Regions from separate parts of the Sus scrofa genome. Here all the other regions are linked to region 1. Evidence: chromatin contacts called from public HiChIP or PLAC-seq and promoter capture Hi-C data. All regions are on one chromosome and are shown on one strand. Each heading gives the region's core, a stretch centred on a gene start, on an enhancer-like site or on the middle of the called end of the contact. The rest is flanking DNA. Distances are from core to core; before and after follow the strand shown. Region 1 holds the start of MTFR1 (mitochondrial fission regulator 1). Region 2 holds the start of MYBL1 (myb-related protein A). Region 3 holds the start of RRS1 (ribosome biogenesis regulatory protein homolog). Region 4 holds the start of LOC100738003 (25-hydroxycholesterol 7-alpha-hydroxylase-like).

Region 1 (3,440 bases), core at 610-3,109:
GGCCTCGCTCAGTGGGTCGGGGCCCTGGTGTTGCCATGAGCTGTGGTGTAGGTCACAGACATGGCTCAGATCTGGCATTGCTGTGGCTGTGATGTAGGCTGGCAGCTGTAGCTCCAATTCAACCCCTAGCCTGGGAACTTCCATATGCTGTGGGTTCAGCCCTAAAAAGAAAAAGAAAAAAAAAAAAGAAAGAAACTCTTGATAGGCCAGAGGAGTCTAAGGAAACATGATGACTAAATGCAATGTGGCAATTTGGATTGGAGTCTGGAACAGAAAATTATGATTTTATAATCACATATATTTTTATCTTTATTTTTATTTTGCTTTTTAGGGCTGCACTCATGGCATATGGAAGTCCCCAGGCTAGGGGTGGAATCAGAACTGTAGCTGCCAGCCTACGCCAACAGCAACATGGAGTTGGAGCTGCATCTGTGACCTACACCATAGCTCACATCAATGCTGAGGAACGCCAGGGATCAAACCCATACCCTCATGGATACTAGTTGGATTCATTTCCACTGCGCCACAACAGGAACTCCCTGTAATCTTATAATTTTAAAAGTGTGATGACTGGAAGATTTCCCCCTAGATTAACTTTTGGCTCAGCACATTTCAAACTCTTTTCTCTTTCTCCACCCATGTGCATCTACTGCCAGGTGCCCTGGGACACATTCATTTATGAGATAGAATAGAGTGTAGCTAGGAGTTTTCCTGGAAGCTATTCCAACACCAGGAGAGTCAGAAATAACTTATCAGGGAAGTGGCTCCAGTTCCATCTCAACTCTTTCCCTCACTCAGATCCCCCAAAAGCCCAGAGCCACTCCAGGGCACCTAGAAGGGAAGTGTGAAGGAAAGGAAATTGGCATGGAAAAAAGCCTTAGCCAATCCCTGTTGAGGACAGCTCTAAGACATATGAGTTTAAAACTACATATGATCATGTGCATTAGGTGCTGGGGCCCCTTTAAAGAGTTGAAAACTACATATGATCATGTGCATTATTAGGTGCTGGGGCCCTTCCTTGGCTCTTGGAGAGAGCTGGTGCAAGTCAATGGCAGATGCTTCATTAGCTTCGCACTAAATCCACCCTAGGAAAATCTCATAAGCAACAAGTGAACTTTGTTAGATATATCGCCATGCTCTGCCCCTGCCCCTTGAGCTCAGATGCTTCTGCTGCTTCATCAGACCCCAGCCCAAGCATTCTCTTCTTCCAGATGCACTCCCTGAGAACCCGGGCAGGCTTAGGCGGGTTTCCCAGCCCCCTCCATACCTGGTTACAACTTTTGGTTATATAAATTAACCTTGTTGTTAGCCCGTAGGCTCACTGAGGGCGTGGTTCAAAGCTCTTTAAAATCTTTGTATTGTCACAGTGGGCCCCTAACAAGCCCTTGTTAAGTAGATGAATTAACGCTTTTGCTGAAGGGGGAAAGCCTCGCCAGGGAGAGACTTGGGCACCCGGATTAAAAACTTCAGAGCTCTGTTGTCTGCTTACGACCTCTGGGATCAATTACAATGGGAGGGTAAGAGAAACAGCCAATCAGCAATAGGCTCTTGAAAAGCCAAACAGAAATAGGTTTCTCCGCTCTACGTATGAATCTTTTGTCAGTCCTACCCATATTACCATGCTTAATATATTGTTAGCTATTAAGTGCAATGATCATATTTTCAAGAGAGAATGAATTGAACCCAGAGTGTCTTGGGATACTCAGCTACTAAAAATCACGTGTCCCAACGAATAAAACTTAAACATGTTAGAACCGAAGACTTGGTAAAGTAAAATCCTAACCCTTCAGGCACTTTGTACAATCCGACAGCCCTACTTCCCCTAGACAAACACACCCGAGATACGAAGTCCGCAAAGGCTGGGTGAGCACAAGTTGCTACACCGCGAGATGAAACAGCTCATTTATTAGCTTAACAAGGGCTAAGATTCACATCTTCTTTCAAGGTAATACACACTTGGGGCTACATTCAGAATGTGGGTCTTTCTTGAGGTTGAAGTTTACAAAGCACTTGCCAAGGCAGAGAACTGAGGACAAAAAGCAAGGTCCACGGGAAAGCCCACGCGATAGCCGAGCCCAACGCGTGCGCACACTGCGAGAGGCCGCTCCAGGCTCGTGCAGCGATCTTCTGGCCTTCCGCTTGCGGCTCCCGCCTCCAGGCCGGAGGGAGCCGTTGATTGGTGAGCCTCGCCCGGGCTCGGGGCGGAGATTGGGTGATTGGCAGCAACGCCCCGGGACGGTCAAGCTGGAAGGTGGAGTAGCTGAAGAAGCCGGCGGGCTGCCTCGCGCCGGAGGTAGAGTGAGGTAAAAACTCTGGAAAGCGGTTGGCTTGGGGTCGAGGAGGCGCCCCGGGGACGGCGGCGGGAACCTTTGGTGACACTCAGGGTAGGAGGTGAAGGAGCCGGGTTTGGGTTTTCGGGGAGGCCGGCGGGCTCCGCGTACCGGTGGGGTGTCCGCGCCGCGGCTGAAGGGAGGCGGAGATGTCCGGGGGCGGCCGTGCTGGCCGAGGGCCCTGCTGGGGCTGGAGCTTTGGCGGAGCGGAGCGAATTCGGCCGACTTGCCGGGCAAGGCAGGACTCACCCACCCGCCCACCTATTCTCCCCATCGCTGCCCCCTTCCTCCCCCGGCCTTTGGTCGGTCGTCGGGAGCCGGCAGTTCGCGCGCCGGCAGTCAGGCAGCGGCCCAGGGAAGGGCCTTTGCGGCAGTTCCCTTGGGTGTTGCGCTTTCCCGGGGGTTCGGTGGCGTGACTCGGCGGGTGCTCCTCCTGTCCGGGCCTCGGGGATTGGGAGGGAGGAGCATACCTGTTGGGCCGCCTGGGAGGCGTAACCAGCCTCAGCTGGCCGGCGTCCCCGTTTCACTTTTCGCCTCTTAGAACTTGCCACTTTGTCTTCCCGACCGGGACCGGGATTTGCATTAAGCCCCAAAGGAAAACAGAAAACACCTCGACCTTTGGACATTTAACAGCACTTTTTATTATGGGAGTCTTCAGACTCTCCAGTGTCACGAGGATAGTAGGAGAGCTCCGTGCACCCATTACCCAATTTAAAATCAGTAACTGGCCAGGCTTGCTCCTTCCCCCGCCCCGATTATTTTGAAGTATATCTCAGACATATTTCATTTCTTGTACATATTTCCTCATGATCAGCAATTGTACTTCTTTTCCAGTCATTTGCTTTGTGGAGAAGTTGAGTAAAATAAGGCACTTTTGAACGTGTAGATAGCGCTAATTTAGTTTGCGCTGCAAGACTGTGGGTAGTTCTCCGAAGGTAGAGTTTCATTACCTGAAAACAAAGGTGCCACATAATCTAGTTTTGTCTGTAGCTTTACTGCTTTTGAGTAGTAATAATAGTACTGATAATTAGCATTTACCGGGTTCTTGGTATGTATGGAACACTGAAATTATCACCTGTTCATTTAACTTTTACAACAGCTGTGTGAAGT
Region 2 (3,440 bases), core at 369-2,868, 850 kb after region 1:
TGTGGGTACACCTGTGGCACCTCAAGAGTCTGATCTATTCCCTAGCTGCTACAAAATAATAATCTAACAAGGACTTGATTATATTCTGTGCTGATTTCTGCCAAAATGCCTTGCATATAGATGCTTAACAAATGAATAAAGCCACAAATATTATGTGCAATTATTGCCAATTTTTAATGGAGATCTGCAATGAATAAATCTAGCATTAAAATTCAATTTAGGAAATACACTTCCAGTTAAGACTTTGAGGCTATGGATCTAGGTAAATAAAAACCATTTGGAAATCCTGTCAAACTTCTCTTCATGTTTATTTAATAATCCTGACAAAAAGGGCCCTAGTTTTTTGTCATCTAAGTGATTACTACACACAATTTAGGAGTAGCTACTGTAGTGACATATTAACAAAGATGACATGCATAAGTTCAATCTAGCAAGTTTCCAACAAAAGCCATGTCCTGTCTCTGTGCAACACTTCCGTAGACACACAAAATATTAAGTGAATCAAACACATTGTTTTATTTTAAGATCAAGCTACTGGCGGTAACAGTGTGACATCTCCCAGTAGAGGATATTAAATACATATATATATATATATATATACACATAACACTAAAACCATGAGGATGGTAATTACAGAAAACATCAAAAAGAGCCTCTCTACTCATGATTCCTCAGAGGATTTCCATACCTTTCAAGGTGGCAGAGATGGCCGAGGGGTCCCCACCTATATTTAACACAAGAGTTCCTATTTTTAACAGGTCCAGTAATTCAGAGAAAAAGAGGCCCTCTGAATGCCACTTTGAGGTCGTCCGGCCAGGTCAGTACCCCAGCCTCACCAGAGGAGCGGACTCCCTGAAAGCACACAGACTTACCTGCCAAGAAACTCCCACCAAGAACTTGCCGCGAGAGATTGTGGGTCCGGACGTGCGCTGGGGGGGGAGAAGGGACTCAAGGAAGCAACCCGGGCATCTGTTGCTCACTTCGTGAGTCTTAAACACACCGGTCCCCGACTCTCCACACGTCACAGCTGCGCTCCGGCCAGCGTGCCGAAGCGGCTGTGGAGCAGCGGGCAGGATAACCTCGGCCCGGGCTAGGCAGGGCCTGGTGGGGAAGCGGCGGGAAAGGCAGGATGATCTGAGCCGAGACTGTGCCGACAGGCCTGGAGAAGGGGATGTCACCCACCTGCGCGACCTCTTCGCCATCCTTCAAGTACCGCATAGGCGCAGGCTGGGCGGGGACGCAGTTCAGCCTCCTCCAGCCTCAGGCGAATGCTCCTTCTCCCCAACCCTCCCGCCGCTTCACTCGCTCACGCTCCGAGGCGACCGAGTGCGGAACTCAAGTTCCCGGCAGAGCAGGACGGAGGGGCGGACCGAGACCCGCCCCCGGCCCGCAGCGCCGCTCCTAGCCCCGGCCTGGCCCGGTCAGGGATACCCCCAACATGTCAGCAGGCGCGCTCCTGCCCTCCGCTGGCCGCTCCCCCTGCCTCTCAACCTCCTTGCCGCGGTCCCAGCGCGGCTCCGCCGCGGGAGCCGACCCCCGCCCTCTCCCCGCAGCGAGCCGCTCTGCAGGGCTCGCAGCCTCCTGCAGGGTTTTGTCCGCACCGCCGAATCTCGCGCCCAGCCTCCCTCAAGAGCCGCCGTTTGAATCTGCGCACGCGGCCCGGAACCTCATTGGCTGTGGCGGCGGCACGCGGGGGAACGAGGGCGGGGCCGGGAGAGCGCGCGCGACTGAGGGCGGGGCTGGGGAGCTGGAAGCCGGGACTGGAACTCGCGGGAGCGGGGGAAGGAGCTGGGAGCGAGGGGGTGGGGCCGCAGGCGGGGCTCGCGGGTCTAGCTATGACAGGACCCGGAGCGCGCCCAGCGCCGCACCGCGAGGGGGCGGGGCGCCGAAGGCCGCGCGGGGCCTACTGGGAAAGCAAGTTCCAGGCTCGCGGAGAGGCTATCTGGCCGGAAACGCGGCCTGAGCCCAAATTTAACGGGATGCGGCACTGTTGTCCCTGGGGGTTGAGCTGTCCTGTCAGGGATTGTCCCCGCACCCTTCTCTCGGCCACAGCTGCTCACTCCTGGGGTGCATCCCTCCTGTTAGGAGGCGCGGTCTTCGGATTTGAGACAAATCTAACTATAAAATTTGCGCGGCCGTTATTGTTTAAGCAAAAATGAGAGCTCTTTTGGCCCAAACTTGGTAGTCAAGATTCTGTAGCAGGAAACTGAACATCAAGACCGAGCAAGAGTGTGACAGGTGGAAAAAGTTTTCAGGTAGACACGTGCTTGGAATGGAAAAGGGAAAAAAACAGGGTCTGCGGCTGGTCTTCAAAGAGCTTAATCCACTACCCGGTTCTGCAGGAAATAACTGCGGTGCGCAGTGAAGGAGCCGTGATCCCGGAGAAGAATGCGGGAAGACAGGAATGGACTGGGAATTACGCGCAGATAACCGAGCGCGGTAGTCAACAGGAGAAGGTTATCTTCCTTCGCAGGAGAGAGGGGAGGAGTAAGGAACTGCTGGGGAGGAGCTTCTAGCAGTTACAAGTACGAACTGCTCAGTTTAACTCTTATTAAAGTAGATTAATTACAGTAATGATTAGAAATGCTAAAGGATCCAAATTTGCAAGGTAACATGCTCTACTGCATAGAGCACAAAACCACATGTTAATGTAACAAAACTTACATTTTGCTATTTTGAAATTTTACGCATCAATTTTTGCAAATCAAAGATGCAGGTGCAAATGTGAATTAAGAGGCGCTTGCATGTACTACTTTCAAAACTTAAAACACCTGCCTTTTAATACTTCCTTTTTCTCAAGTTAGGTTTCTGGGACGGTAAAACAGCTTTTCTTTCAAATCATTCTTTATTGTGTTGCTAATTCATTTAAAAAAAAAAAACCCTAATTTAGAAAGTAATGTCGTTTGAAAATAGTTTTCTTATATACTCCTAGGTCTTAATACTCTGCTTATTTACATCCTAAAAGGAAACCGTCTTTCTGCTATATTTAGGCTACAGTCAGTTTTATACAGAATACCTTTTTAGAGCTTGAAGACAGGTATTTTAGATTTTGACAGCAAACTAAATTCCCCTCACTTTAAAGGTAAACATAACTCCTCAGAAAGATAACATTACAAATTCATTTAAACTAGTTATAAAAAGACAAAATGTGGAATTAAAGTGGCTCACAGTTATTTCAGTACACATACTCAAATATAACCTGACACTGGGGGGGGGCGGTTAAATCAAAATGTTTAATAAAGAATTTTTATTCAGAGTATATAAAGAATTCTCAAAACTTAATAATGAGTTTGGTGAGATTGTAAATGGGTGCAACCACTGTGGAAAGCAGTATGGAGATTCCTCAGAAAACTAAACATAGAACTACCATTTGATCCAGCAATCCCACTCCTGGGCATCTATCCAGAGAAAACCACGACTCGCAAAGACACATGTACGCC
Region 3 (3,440 bases), core at 248-2,747, 680 kb after region 1:
GTGAATAAACAAAGCAGAACTGAGGAAAAACAGTGAGCTCAAGAAGAGACGAAACTCAGGGGGGCAGATGTGATAGATGGGGCTGTAGCTAAAGCCCTCTTGAGCTCACCCTCAACTAAATCTATTCCAAACAGCGATATCTATATTCATGGGTTAATTCTCCAACTAATCCCTTCTTCAGTAATCCAATTAAGATAAAATAAAACCTGTAAACCACACAACCAGCAGTGCCTCCCAAACTTGACCATACTCATCACCTAGCTATCTTGTTAAAAATGAAGGTTCTAAATCTTTACATTTGGGGTGAGGCCAAAGAGTCTACATTTCTAAGGCCCAGGTCACCACACCACACTTTTCAAGTATCAAGAGCCTGTAAAACATTGCAGAGAATATTCATGTAGTCTTAAAGCCAGCGTTAAAATAAATCCTGCTCCCAGCTTCCCTAGTTGTAAAACCTTAGACGTCATTTTACCTCTCTGAGTCTTCTGTTGTCATCAGTGGAATATGATGAATTACAGTAACTAACACTTACTGAATGCTTACTATGTGCCAGTAACTAATGCTTCATATTTATTAACTTATAGGACTTATATTAAACAATCCGTCCAAAGCAGGTACAATAAACATGGATCTTATTCTAGGTCGTTTAATTCAAGAGCCTGGTGTTTAATCACTGTGTAAGATTGCCCTTCCAGCCACAGCTCCTCAAGCCATTACGAAGATTAAACAGTAATTGGTATTTAGCTCACCTTCAGAGCACTGATATCCAGACCCTAGAGTAAGCTCCCTTGGGGGCATATTAACTCATTTATCTTTATAGTGGCCCTAGGAGGTAGGTACTATTAGTACTTTCATCTTACGGGTTTTAAAATAGGGCCAAATAAGTTAAACAGTTGAAGTTCAAACACCAGCGCAGTCAAGATTGTAACCAAGGCGGTCTAACAGAAGAGCCAGTCGCTCTTTAGCCACTAGCCAGGAGAGGATGTGAGAGGATGTAGCCCGGGGCGGGGAAGACCAGGCATCGGGCGGCTGGGATGGGGTCACGGCCGTGCCCACTCAGAGCTGCCTATGGCTTCCAAAGCAAACCAAGTCTTCGTCTACACTTGGCTTTAAGTACATCCGTGGGAAGGACCTCTGTCGGCCCACACCCAGGGCCCCATGGGCTCTGGTGAAATATAATTTATCTGTTCCCAAGAAGAACTGACTTAGTAAGTATCTTGAGAACTGACTTAACTTAGTGTAACACAGTCGCTCCGAGACCCCCTTATTCTGGGGCCCCCAAAATTTTCACTGCCCCTCCCTCCCTCACGCCACTGCCTAGTGGAAGCCCCGGTGCCAGTCAAACCTTGGACTTCGTAGTGCGCGGGTTCCTCGCTCCTGCTCCGCCTACATCCGGGCTGGAGCCCAAGGGCCGTCTCTAACCCCATCTGTTCTCCAACACCGCCCTCTGCCGGCCCTTCTTCGGGTCGCCCGCGTTGTGAGCCTTTTCCGGCTGCTCCGGAAGTGGAGCTTTCTCTTCCGGGACGAGCGTCTGGGCGACTGCACGTGGCTGTGTTGCCTTGGCCTTTGCCGGCGCTACTGGAGAATTGATTGGAACTGTTACCCCGGAACAGCCGGAGCCATGGAGGGCCAGAGCGTGGAGGAGCTGTTGGCAAAGGCGGAGCGGGACGAGGCGGAAAAGCTGCAGCGCATCACCGTGCACAAGGAACTAGAGCTGGAGTTCGACCTGGGTAACCTGCTGGCCTCCGACCGGAACCCCCCGACCGGGCTGCGGCATGCGGGACCCACGAAGGAGGCCGAGCTGCGAGCCCTGGCGCGGGACAACACGCAGCTGCTCATCAACCAGCTCTGGCAGCTGCCCACCGAGCGCGTGGAGGAGACGCTGGTGGCGCGGCTGCCGGAGCCCACCACTCGACTGCCGCGCGAGAAGCCGGTGCCCCGGCCGCGCCCTCTTACACGCTGGCAGCAGTTTGCGCGTCTCAAGGGCATCCGTCCTAAGAAGAAGACCAACCTGGTGTGGGACGAGGTAAGCGGCCAGTGGCGCCGCCGCTGGGGCTACCAACGGGCCCGCGATGATACCAAGGAATGGTTGATTGAGGTGCCGAGCAATGCCGACCCCATGGAGGACCAGTTCGCCAAGCGTATTCAGGCCAAGAAGGAACGGGTAGCCAAGAACGAGCTGAACCGGCTGCGTAACCTGGCCCGCGCGCACAAGATGCAGCTGCCCAGCGCGGCCGGCATGCACCCTACCGGACATCAGAGTAAGGAAGAGCTGGGCCGCGCCATGCAGGTGGCCAAGGTCTCCACCGCCTCTGTAGGGCGCTTCCAGGAGCGCCTGCCCAAGGAGAAGGCGCCCCGGGGCTCTGGCAAGAAAAGGAAGTTTCAACCCCTTTTTGGGGACTTTGCAGCTGAGAAGAAGAGCCAGTTGGAGATGTTGCGAGTAATGAACAGCAAAAAGCCTCAGCTGGACGTGACCAGAGCCACCAATAAGCAGATGAGGGAGGAGGACCAGGAAGAAGCGGCTAAGAGGAGGAAAATGAGCCAGAAGGGCAAAAGAAAGGGAGGCCGACAGGGTCCTGGGGGTAAGAGGAAAGGTGGCCCACCCAGCCAGGGAGGGAAGAGGAAAGGGGGCGTGGGAAGCAAGATGAATTCCGGGCCGCCGGGCTTGGGTGGCAAGAGAAAAGGAGGGCAACACCAAGGAGGAAAGAGGAGGAAGTAAATTTCAGCCTCGGACTTGTTTGTAAACCAAGAACTGTACTTAATGTTGACATCTAGGCACTGTAGGGGGACACCAAAGATGTGGCCCCTGCCTTCACTGAGCTTGAAGTTAAAGGGACAGCCTTGCCCTCCTCTGAAAATAGTATGTAAATATTGCACAGGACAAATTAATGTTATTTCCCACAACCAAAACTTTGGCTGAAGATTAAAGGATGTATTTAAGGCTATACGAATTAGGGAAAGAATTTGGTCGAAATTAGGAGTGAGTTCTGTTTTTAAACAGACTTTTTTTTTCCTTGTAAACTTTGTATGTGGTGTGAGGGAGGTCATATTTCAAAGACTTTTAGCATTGTTTTGATAACAAGCTTCTGTATTTATCAAAGTGGGGGAACAAAAAGATTACAAGGTTACATTTTCAGAACTGTTGTAAAGGCCATTTAATAAAGGTATGTCTGGATCTAATATTGCTTTCAAATTTTGTAAGTTTTAAGTAAAGCCAGTGACCTGGATACGTGTTACAGATTATTTTCATTTACTTTCTAGAAGATATCCACCAGCTAACTTATGACGTTAGCAAGACCGCTTTATTAGGAAAACTCATGCTCCTTTTGATACCTGATATATTATTGAAAGTGTACAACTGGTGTCTCTTTGAACACTGAAAACATTAATTTGCTCTAGCTGATAAATTTGTGCTTCACTAAATAATGCAATCTTAATTA
Region 4 (3,440 bases), core at 431-2,930, 650 kb before region 1:
TTCTGCATCTTGTCAACACCGGTGTCCTTTGCCCTCACAAACTTGACTGCTCAGAGACATTTGACACGGATAACTCCCCCTCTACTGCTTAAATATATCCCTGCGGAGCTTCCAGAACCCCACAGTCACTGGATTTTCCTCCCATGCTACTGGGACTCCACTGTGGCCCCTCTTCCTCCGCCAGACCCTGCAATAAGGAGCGTGGCCTAGACTCCCTGCTTCTCCATCAGACTCTCTCACCAGGTGACCAACCTACACTCATTTCATATTTGTGACATTCATAATTAAATATTCTCCCTGGACCTCGCCACTGAGCACCAGAAACACAGCCTTCACTATCTAACGGCCCCAAACAAAATTGCTGGTCCCCTCCATTCCGCTAAACCTGCCCTACCTCAGGAAATGACACCAGCCTCCACCTAGATGATCAGACAAAAATAAAAAACAAGGGGGTTAACATGCTATGAGAAACCTGGTAGTATGAAAAAGGCACCAGGTAAGAAAAGAAACAGAGTGATTTCAAAATGAGTGCTTTTAGGTTGAACTTGTCTTGTTTCTTCTACTTCCACATTTCCTTTTTTTTTTTTTTTAACCTTTTTTGGAGAGAGATTTATTGAGAGAGATAAACAGAGTGGGCCATCTCAGAAGGCAAGGGAGTGGCCTCTACTTCCATACTCTCAATGAGACCATCAAGTGTGACACACCTAGTAGTTCTGTTACTGTTTTCTTTTGTTCTAAGAAAAATAAATGTATCAAACACATACTCTAAGCTCGTTCAGTACTCACAAAAATCCCATGAGATACTATTATTTTATCTGCCAAACGTGGGCCAGGGGTAAACTGAGGCACAGAGAGAGGCACCCAGCGGTATCATTCAGACCATACATCGGCATTTTCCTAAAACACTTCACTTATAACGGAATGTAATGGAAGAAAACCCCCCTCTATGAATGCAAGGCCATTAAGCATCAAGTCACTGTAACTAGGCACCAAAATGTGTCTGGAAGCCAAGCCTGATGCACATTGTAAAATGCAAACCTGGGGCTGCCTACAACCTACACTGGAGCGGCACATCGTTTGCACACGAACTCCGACGCCCGGGCAAAAGGCCCAGGAAGCCTTTGTCTTTGCACACGACCCCCAAAGATGTAGGCACCCCCTGCAAGTTGTGCCTCGCCGCGCCGGGAGGCCTGGAGGGGACCGGCGGGACCATCTCGGTCGCGCGCGGTGGCGAGGCCCACGACGCATGCGTGGCCCGGGCGCTTACCTGGTGCGCCGGGTGCGCAGGAATAAGACCAGCAGCAACAGGGCCGCGGCGAGAGCCAGGCCCCGGGGGCTGAGTAGCTGCGGCAGCCACGGCTCCGGCGAGAAGCGGCCCATGCCCGCCGACGCGTCTTCCGCCGTCTGGATGGCGCGCGGCTGCGGGGACAGCGGGGGTCTCTCTCTCTCTCTCTCTCTCCCTCCCGGGGCGGCGTGGCCGGAGACTCTGCAGCCGGCGGAAGGTCAGGGTCCGAGCCCGGGAGGCTGGCCTGGCCGCGGCTTCGCCTGGAATGTCACCGAGGGCCCCCGGGCCGAGTCTCAAAGTTCCCGGACTCCCCTCCCCCTGCACACCCCCCTCCCACACGCACCGCCCCGCTCGACTGCCGCCTCCCGCCAGCAGCTTCTGGAAAACGGCGCGCCGGCCCCCCGGGGCAGGAAGAAGGGCCAAAGAAGAGGGGGAAGGGGCTAGGACTTCCTGAGCACCAGCCTCCGAAGGCCTGAGGGAAGGGGATTTCAGTTCTGAGTCGAAAGTGAGTCGCTCGGGTTCGTCATCTCTTTAGCCCGCGCGCCTCGGGAGGCTAAGGAACCGGGAGCGGGGTGGGATGGGATCCGGCCCCAGGGATCCCGTAGGCACCCTCTGACCCCGGGGCTTCGCTGCCCTCCACTCGCCGCGCGGCTCCCGCGCCTCGTGTGCGCCCAGAACTGTCTTTGAGGCCCGGAGTACGTGGCCCAGGGTCGGGCTCCAGCCCCGGTCCTGATGGGGCGCACCGTCCAGGAGGACAAAGAGGAAAGGAGCTATACCGAAACAGACGCTAAGGTACTAAACACAAGTCGTCCAAGGCCCGCAGGTGGACTTTTGAAAGCATAAGGGAGAAACTTTGAGAATTTCTTTTCCTGAGTCACGGTCATTCACCACCAGGGACTTCACACGTGTGTCGTTTATGCTCCCCACCAAACTTGGAATGGAATTTTTAGCCACGTTTTAGAGAACAGATAATGAAGCGCTGGTTAACAACTTACGCTAGTCACTCAATTGATAAGTAACAACCGTTCTAATCAGGGCTGTTCCAGTACCACTGAGTTCTTTCCTCTCTGTTAAGATTTTATTTGAGCAGGTCTCTGGACTTTTAGAGCAGCTTCAGAAGCTCCGTTCCCCTGACCTTTGAGTTTTCCAGCCCAGCCTCCCCATTGCCATTCCCTACAACACTGACCTGTCCAGCTTTGACCCTGTTCAGAACTCTTGATGGTTGCCTTTTTGATAAAGTCATAAATCTTCGACCTGCAGTGAGAAGCCCTCCACAGTTTGTCTCGTGCGTGCCTAGTACAGTTGCATGTTCATGGAAGTCTGAGTCGCTGGTGCCTTGCCATCAGCCCTTTTACACCTTTGCTTTTGATATTCCCTCTGAAAAATATTTCCTCTCTCCTCTAAATACAAAAATTCTACGTACCTCTCAAGGCCCAGCTCAAATCCCACTTCCTTCTAGAAATTATTCCTAACTCATTTTTTAATGAATCTCTCCCATCTCCATACTTTTATACTGTCTCTATTTATCATTCCATTCTTTGTCCCTCTATATCTGAGTTATTTCTGTCTATGTCTGTCTTGCCTGCTTTAGGTAAGAACCATCTCTTAGACGACCTTGTCTGCACCTACTTTGCCGTCTGTGATCTGGTCCACCACCCTGGACTTGAGATAATGTAGTTGGAAGTGCTTCACCTGTGCCTGGCTCTTAGTTGGTGCTCCAACACTGGATTACTGCTGTGTTGATTTCCTAAGCCTTAAAGCTGGGAATGATTGGGTGAGCATGAGAATGTTAATCTTTGTGAGTTTCTTCATCTTTGACTTTTATGCCAGGGTTTTTCTACTGCCTCTCCTGTCTCCTGTCATAGACTCAATGTTCCAGGAGATCCAACTGCAACAGGATCCAGGTGCTATTAGATCCAATGACTATTCTGTCTCCTCCAAGAAAAAGCAAATTTGTTTCCATTACTGCCTGGCCAGCAGAGCCAGTTTACAGAGTGGTACCCATGCCGAGCATTTCTGCACTCATTGCAGAAAGCCCTTCTCACTCATTTTCACAAGAATTCTCAATTTTTGTACTTTCGTTTTCCATTTGATGTCCTGGATGACTCTTCTGTTTGAAAATGGAGGTTAAAGTGTTCAGCATTAATCAGTTTAT

What was found. Promoter capture Hi-C pulls out the DNA fragments that hold promoters and counts their contacts. HiChIP or PLAC-seq counts read pairs in DNA pulled down with a chosen protein or histone mark.
Region 2: a contact with region 1 is called in an H3K27ac HiChIP or PLAC-seq map of skeletal muscle, with 4 times the contacts expected there. The contact joins the promoter of MYBL1 here to the promoter of MTFR1 in region 1. A contact is called at or near these places in 1 of 5 promoter capture datasets (fetal liver), 1 of 47 Hi-C or Micro-C datasets (heart right ventricle) and 1 of 2 datasets of contacts at active chromatin or transcription factors (skeletal muscle).
Region 3: an H3K27ac HiChIP or PLAC-seq map of alveolar macrophages shows a contact between it and region 1. The contact joins the promoter of RRS1 here to the promoter of MTFR1 in region 1. A contact is called at or near these places in 2 of 5 promoter capture datasets (fetal liver and liver) and 2 of 2 datasets of contacts at active chromatin or transcription factors (alveolar macrophages and skeletal muscle).
Region 4: a promoter capture Hi-C map of liver shows a contact between it and region 1, with 4 times the contacts expected there. The contact joins the promoter of LOC100738003 here to the promoter of MTFR1 in region 1. A contact is called at or near these places in 1 of 5 promoter capture datasets (liver) and 1 of 47 Hi-C or Micro-C datasets (liver).

Annotation. Positions count from the first base shown.
Region 1 is chr4:68,968,417-68,971,856 of Sscrofa11.1, reverse strand. It overlaps MTFR1 (mitochondrial fission regulator 1), which reads left to right and starts at 1,859. Exons shown (of 7, transcript XM_021089295.1): 1 at 1,859-2,293.
Region 2 is chr4:68,118,256-68,121,695 of Sscrofa11.1, reverse strand. MYBL1 (myb-related protein A) reads right to left here and starts at 1,618. Exons shown (of 16, transcript XM_021089286.1): 1 at 1,183-1,618. The coding sequence starts at 1,202. LOC106510063 (a long non-coding RNA gene) reads left to right here and starts at 1,915. Exons shown (of 2, transcript XR_001308193.2): 1 at 1,915-2,255; 2 at 2,343-2,659.
Region 3 is chr4:68,286,270-68,289,709 of Sscrofa11.1, reverse strand. It overlaps RRS1 (ribosome biogenesis regulatory protein homolog), which reads left to right and starts at 1,497. Exons shown (of 1, transcript XM_003125604.4): 1 at 1,497-3,440. The coding sequence starts at 1,622. The coding sequence ends at 2,719. All of the region lies in intron 1 of LOC110260284 (a long non-coding RNA gene), which reads right to left.
Region 4 is chr4:69,614,193-69,617,632 of Sscrofa11.1, reverse strand. It overlaps LOC100738003 (25-hydroxycholesterol 7-alpha-hydroxylase-like), which reads right to left and starts at 1,680. Exons shown (of 6, transcript XM_021089296.1): 1 at 1,268-1,680. The coding sequence starts at 1,380. LOC102167557 (a long non-coding RNA gene) reads left to right here and starts at 1,657. Exons shown (of 7, transcript XR_002343278.1): 1 at 1,657-1,790.